2 separate regions of the Bombyx mori genome follow, and region 2 is linked to region 1. The links are chromatin contacts, called in public Hi-C maps. All regions are on one chromosome and are shown on one strand. The core of a region is the stretch at or near the end of the contact, and the rest is flanking DNA. Distances in the headings are between cores, read along the strand shown. Region 1 has its middle 5.4 kb from the start of LOC732919. Region 2 overlaps LOC119629410 (a long non-coding RNA gene).

Evidence for each region. Hi-C and Micro-C count contacts between places; a contact is called where the count stands out from the background.
Region 2: a contact with region 1 is called in a Hi-C map of posterior silk gland, with 2.0 times the contacts expected there. The contact joins two enhancer-like sites. A contact is called at or near these places in 2 of 7 Hi-C or Micro-C datasets (posterior silk gland and whole pupa).

What each region holds. Positions count from the first base shown.
Region 1 is chr13:10,445,329-10,448,497 of ASM3026992v2, reverse strand. No RefSeq gene overlaps it. Among protein-coding and RNA genes, the nearest start is that of LOC732919, 5.4 kb to the right of the region's middle. Within about 2 kb of position 1,552, at least 3 of the 8 cell types and tissues checked have open chromatin away from gene starts, as enhancers often do.
Region 2 is chr13:10,541,989-10,545,040 of ASM3026992v2, reverse strand. LOC119629410 (a long non-coding RNA gene) reads left to right here. Exons shown (of 2, transcript XR_005245410.2): 2 at 1-603. Among protein-coding and RNA genes, the nearest start is that of LOC119629410, 8.6 kb to the left of the region's middle. Within about 2 kb of position 1,275, at least 6 of the 8 cell types and tissues checked have open chromatin away from gene starts, as enhancers often do.

The DNA.
Region 1 (3,169 bases), core at 303-2,802:
AACTCCAGCGAGAGTTGATCAATAGGTAGTCAATCTGGTTCCTGAATCTGTCACCTGGTGATTTCCATGTATACTGTAACTTTAAAAATGTAAACAAATGTTTGTTAGATTTTACTTTGCATTTATTGTTTTTAACAATATATTATACATAGGTACATTAGAATATAGCGATATCGGGTTTTTGTATTAAGATCACCCGGGCGTTCTTGCACTTTTTAAATATGTATCCCAATTGCTCAGTAATCATTTGCCTTTATGTTTCTTTTTCAGGATTATGTTTCTCCCTTCACTGTGTATCACCTTTCCTTTCATTTTGTTGCCCAGAACAATACTCTCGAAGTAAAAAAAAAAAATGTTAAGCGTGCAGTAACAACAGTTTAACAAAAACTTAACAAAAAAAGTCCAATATTATACACTCGGGTGCAATGAAATCGCACATCTGTACATTTTTTGAAAAATATTATTTACTTCTTTTAATTTAAAAAAATACATACATATATTTTTTAACATAGGGTTAAAGGTTAGTTCAATACCTATTCAATGATACCATATAAGTGGAGATAAGGTTACTTTCTTGAGGAATATAAAATACAACAACAATTTAATCTTTATTACAAAATGATTACTCAACTAAACCGTTTAAAATTTGGGGATTAATAAAAAAAAACACAAAAAATACTGAAAAATCATTTATTAGTAACAAGTATTGCCCCCTCTTGCCCGAATTACAGCTTCACACCGATTCCCCATCGACCCTATCAAGTTTCTGATAAAGTCTTGTGGCATGGCGTCCCATTCCTCTTTGAGCGCATTTTGTAGCTCCTGGAGATTAGCTGGAGCACTATTTCGACCTCTAATTTTTCTTTTTAATTCGTCCCACAAGTGTTCAATCGGATTAAGGTCCGGGTTCCGAGCTGGCTACTCCATCACGGGTACATTTACTTCTTGTAAGTATTGTCTCACTATCGCAGCGGTATGAGGTCTTGCATTGTCATGCATAAAAAGGAAGTTACTTCCAATTAAACGGCCAAATGGTACGACATGTTCTTGTAGAACTTCCTCTATGTATCGTTGAGATGTTAGACCTCTTGTTTGTCGCCTAATATTGGCCCCAACGATGAAGACAAGCTCTGTTTTTCGTTCGAGTGAGATACCTCCCCAGAACATACACGAACCACCGCCGTATGCTACACGTTCTGTGATGCAACATTGGGAAAATCGCTCTGAGCGCCTTCTGTAGACCCTTCCACGTCCATCATTATCATGAAGACACATTCTGGACTCGTCTGAGAACAGGACTGCTTTCCACTGGTCGGCTGTCCAGTTGACGTGTTCTTGTGCAAATCGAAAACGAGCACGGCGGCACATCTGTACATTTTCAAAAAATGTACAGATGTGCGATTTCATTGCACCCGAGTGTATATAACTTCAACAACAAACCTAACAAGCACAGTTAAAAAATTTAAAATTCAACGTATAGGGAGACGAAAACTCGTATGACGCGTGTCGCGACAAAGATGCTAACCGTACTCACGCGACAGGGCGATCGCGGGAAGGTGACCGGGGAAGCGGGCGGAGCGCCGCATTCCAGCAAGGTGCAAACTTAGCTTGGTCGAGTTGTACATATTATTTTAGCATGTAAAATAGATTAGATCACTTTTTTCTAAATAAAATTTAACTTGCAAGTTGACGCTCAAATTAACGTCGGTTATGTAGAACAGAATTCCACCAGCTCAAAATATGACTAAATGGTCATATTTAGTATCAATATCATATAGTAATTTCAATGCATATCTATAAGTGTTATACATATGTATATGGTTACAAAGGTAATTTAGTATTCTATTTAAACAAATATGTATTTGAATAGACCTATACGCAAAAGTTGGGTATTTTTCTTTACAATTAAAAAAAAAGTCCTTTTTATAAACTTCAAATAGACTTTTGACAGTTAGCGCTGTCTGCCGATGTAAATTTAATAGCATTATATAATGCGACTCATACAAAAGCCAGGGCAATAACATTTTTTGCGCGAATTTGCCCCTTTTTAAATGAGACGAAAAAAGCCTTATCGCAAAAAATTTTTAAAATGTTCATATTTATTTTAACATTTAATTCCGGAAAGGGGAAAATAATTATTTTTGACAATTTATTTTTAAATAATATTATTAACTGATAACTAAATTAAAGTTAAGGAAAAGTGAGAATTCCTGGTTTACACATTAATTTAATTTTTGTCACTCCTTTGGATGTCATTAATGATTATTATCATTTTGTGAATTAAATAATTCTGATGTAGTGTATGTACTTCCCACTGAGTTAGGTGAAAAAAAAAGGAAGGAAATTGTGGTTAATGTTGATATTGCATATCTAATCAATACTTAACCAATTTTAAAGATAGTGGTTAACAACGTGGTTAAAAATGTAAACGCTCGAAGATAATAACATTTTTCTCACGAAATTTAACTAAACAGTTATTGATTTTCATTGTTATTTACCGGTATTTTATTCTGCTTCAACATACAGTCTTTACCATCCTCGGTAAAAGCAATATTAACAGAATGTGTGAATTTTTTGTGCATCAGCGAGTGTTATCCATATTTTTCATTGACCACAGAACTAAATCAGAAGATATTAAACAATATTTAGAAGAACATTACATTCAGTTCAGAACATTCAGTTATTAATTTTTTTTCTGTATGCACCTGTCTTGAATTGCAATCCAGATTGTTATGTTAAATATTTAAACTTATATTTTCTATGGTTGTAATTTGTTTTGTCTACAATAAAAAAAAAAAAAAAAAAAACATTTGTCATCTTCTAAAAGTGAACTAACTAGTTATGAAAAGTATTCAAAAAAATCTTATAACAGCTTTTAACGATCGCTGGACCAAATCTAGCCGAACTAAACACCGCATTTTAATTAAAAATAAACCTGGTTGGACGGTGAATTTAAAGTACAACTTGAAGAAGTACCAATGGATATCTCACCTACAACATCTGGAAAACGTGGAAAACCACCAAATTCTTATGAAAATCTATTGGAGAAATCGAAAAAGAGGAAAAATATGGAGTTGATTCAAGAATATGGACTCGACTATATATATAACGCATATGTCCAAGGATTGCGGTCTGGAGGAGAAGTCGAATAAGCTTCTGTTGTTGAAAT
Region 2 (3,052 bases), core at 26-2,525, 97 kb before region 1:
GGTTCAAGAAAGTAACTCTAGTAGCTTTTGAAAAATCATACGAGGAAAATAATGTAAATTATAAAATCCGGTTAAAGTAAATGGCGGTAGGAACGTCCATGCGCACTTAGAATACTCCTTAGGAATATAAACGACGATATTTGGCGGTGACTCGAGTTACAAACTGAAGTTAATTTATTACGCTCGTGTACATGGCAACATTACACACCTACGTATCATCACGTAGATGCCATGTGAAAATTGCTTTACAGCCATTGATACTCAGAATGTTGTCGTAATGCTTCCGGTCACATAGACGTGTTATTTCTTCGAAAAATGCCTTACGATTTTGTCGTGATTTATGATGACGACCTCTTCGATAAAAAGGTGTGCCTTCAAAAATTTTGTGATTTAGAATAATAACTGCTATTGACATTCAGCGCTCGCCAGAGTTAAACAAATTAGAGATATTTTGCAGTTATTTGGGAATTTGATAATTACATTCAGAATAACATTTCGTTTATCCTATGAAACTTCTTACGAGACCGTCATTAAATTAATCTGTAATCTCAAAATATGTAATAAATTTTGTTTTGAATTAAAATTTAATTTAAAGGACAAAAATGTATTGTTTATTTCTTTCTTAACGCCGCTTTGCAACATTCAAGTTTCAATTTTTAGCACTAAACAGACGAACTAATTATTTTGCCATCCTCGACGCCGTTGCCGTACATTTCTGCCTCCTCAATTAACACGTACAATTAATTTACAATTTTATTGAAATTTCTAAGCTCTAAATAAATCTCTAACGAACAATTTGAGATTTCTTGAGCAACTAAAACCGTAACCTTGTTAATTTTCAAGAAATATGTCTTAGTTCGACTAATACACAATAGATGGCAGCATACACGAAAATTGTGGAGCTCAATTAAACATTTTTGTCACAACTAATCAACAGGTGGCACTAATGGCCATCAGACGTCTAGTGAACTTGAATTGCGATAATTATTTTTTACCATAACGGGTATTTTTCCGTAAATTGACATTGAAGCGCACTTTTTACTTTTAAACGATTGTAAATGAATTACTCTGTTTTCTACCTACAATGCCCGATCGAAACATTAAATTAAAATTTCAGCCAGTTACCTACGTAGCCTTAGACATTTATATACTTGCTTTATAAAAAAAGCAATTTTGAAACTAGGATGTAACTTCGGAAACAATTGCGTTCCCACGCATTTACACATAATAAGTAGCTGAATGAGTACGTTCGACCAAAACATTTACTTATTACATATTCCGTTCAGCGTTGACACATGATATCATAATAACTAAACTGTTGGTCTTTGTCATGCAAGGCGTTTCCTAATAGGTGGGTAGGCCCGGATACAAATAGCTGATAATTAATCATGGAAAATATGATACAACCGGGATTAATTAAAATGATTTTGTATTCAAAACATGTTCAGGTTTTTTGGTCATTCAAAATTGAATAACAGAGCTTTTTGTTTTTTCTAGGCGGGCGACTACGTTACGGGCCGGGAATTACCTAAGACAATAGACACCATTAAGTGTCGCTGCCCTGAATAAAACATCAAATTTGGTACCCAATTTCAAAGGTACCCAACATCGCTGCTGTCATACACTTCCATTAGAATTCATTTATGCTCTTGGCACTTGCCCACCAGTATCACCTACCACCAGTACCTAATGTAGGGAGAGACTTAGCAATAAGGGAGTGGGTAGAAAAATACTACTACCACGAACAAGTGATATGCATGTGGTAATTGTTGGTGTCTAACCGTATATTGAATGCAGCCAGGTTATTTGTTAAAATAAATAATTTATTTTATTTCTCGCATTTTTAGTTAATGGATTATTTTTATCTTTTTTTGGCGGATGTATAAATACTGATTTTGAAATAATATAGACTATATTATAACTCCCACAACTCAGACGAATCTAATGACACCTAATAATATTTACATACAGAGCGTGCCAAATATATATAGTATATTAAAAGCTCTTTATTCGCGGGGTATGTAATAATATATGTTCCATAAATATGTCGCGAATACAGAAGCCGTGAACATGGAATTATAAGGGACAGGTTCCTAGGTGACAAAAAAAAAGTAAAAAAAAAATTGAAGTTTTCGACCACTTTAGGCTTTAGGACATAGATGTTATAAGGTCTATTTTATATTTTTATTAGTCAATTTGACGACGCCTTTACGAAAGATATTCGGTTGGATAAAACGAATATACAATGGCATAAGCTCAAAAAACATTAATCCCTTCCTTAGTTGGATAAAAATACAACAGTACAATCTACATCACTTAATATAAGTGTTACTTACTACTACTGGTGGTAGGACATCTTGTGAGTCTGCGCGAGTAGGTACCACCGCCCTGCCTATTACTGCCATGAAGCAGTAATGCGTTTCGGTTTGAAGGGTGGGGTAGCCGCTGTAACTATAGTGAGACCTTAGAACTTATATCTCAAGAAGGGTGGCGCATTTACGTTGTAGATGTCTATGGGCTCCAGTAACCACTTAACACCAGGTGGGCTGCGAGCTCGTCCACCCATCTAAGCAATAGAAAAAAATAATAATATAAAAACACTCAAAAAACATGAACCTCCTTTCTTAGTTGGATAAAAATACAACAGTACATCACTTAATATAAGCGTTACTTAATCTAGCACATCGCAAATCGATTGTAGATTACTGATTTGTGACGACGATCGAAACGCATGTTTGTTTTAATTTCGTACAGTTCCAGCGGTTAGGACAGATGTAGGCTATTATTTCAATAGCTTATTATTGCCTGTTGATTTCAAACGATATCACAAAAAGGTCCGGTATACTTTTGATTTTTATTTGGTCCGTAGTTTTGCTGCGGGTACATTGTCGCCTTTCCGCTCCGATGCATTCTGTAAGGGACCGAGGGAGATTCATTTTGTTTTTGTCAGCTTATTGAGACATCAAAGAGATTGAATAACGCTTCAACGCAGTAAAAATTAAAGGTTGTCGAATTAAAATATATATAAAATAAATCTGAATACAAAGTGAGT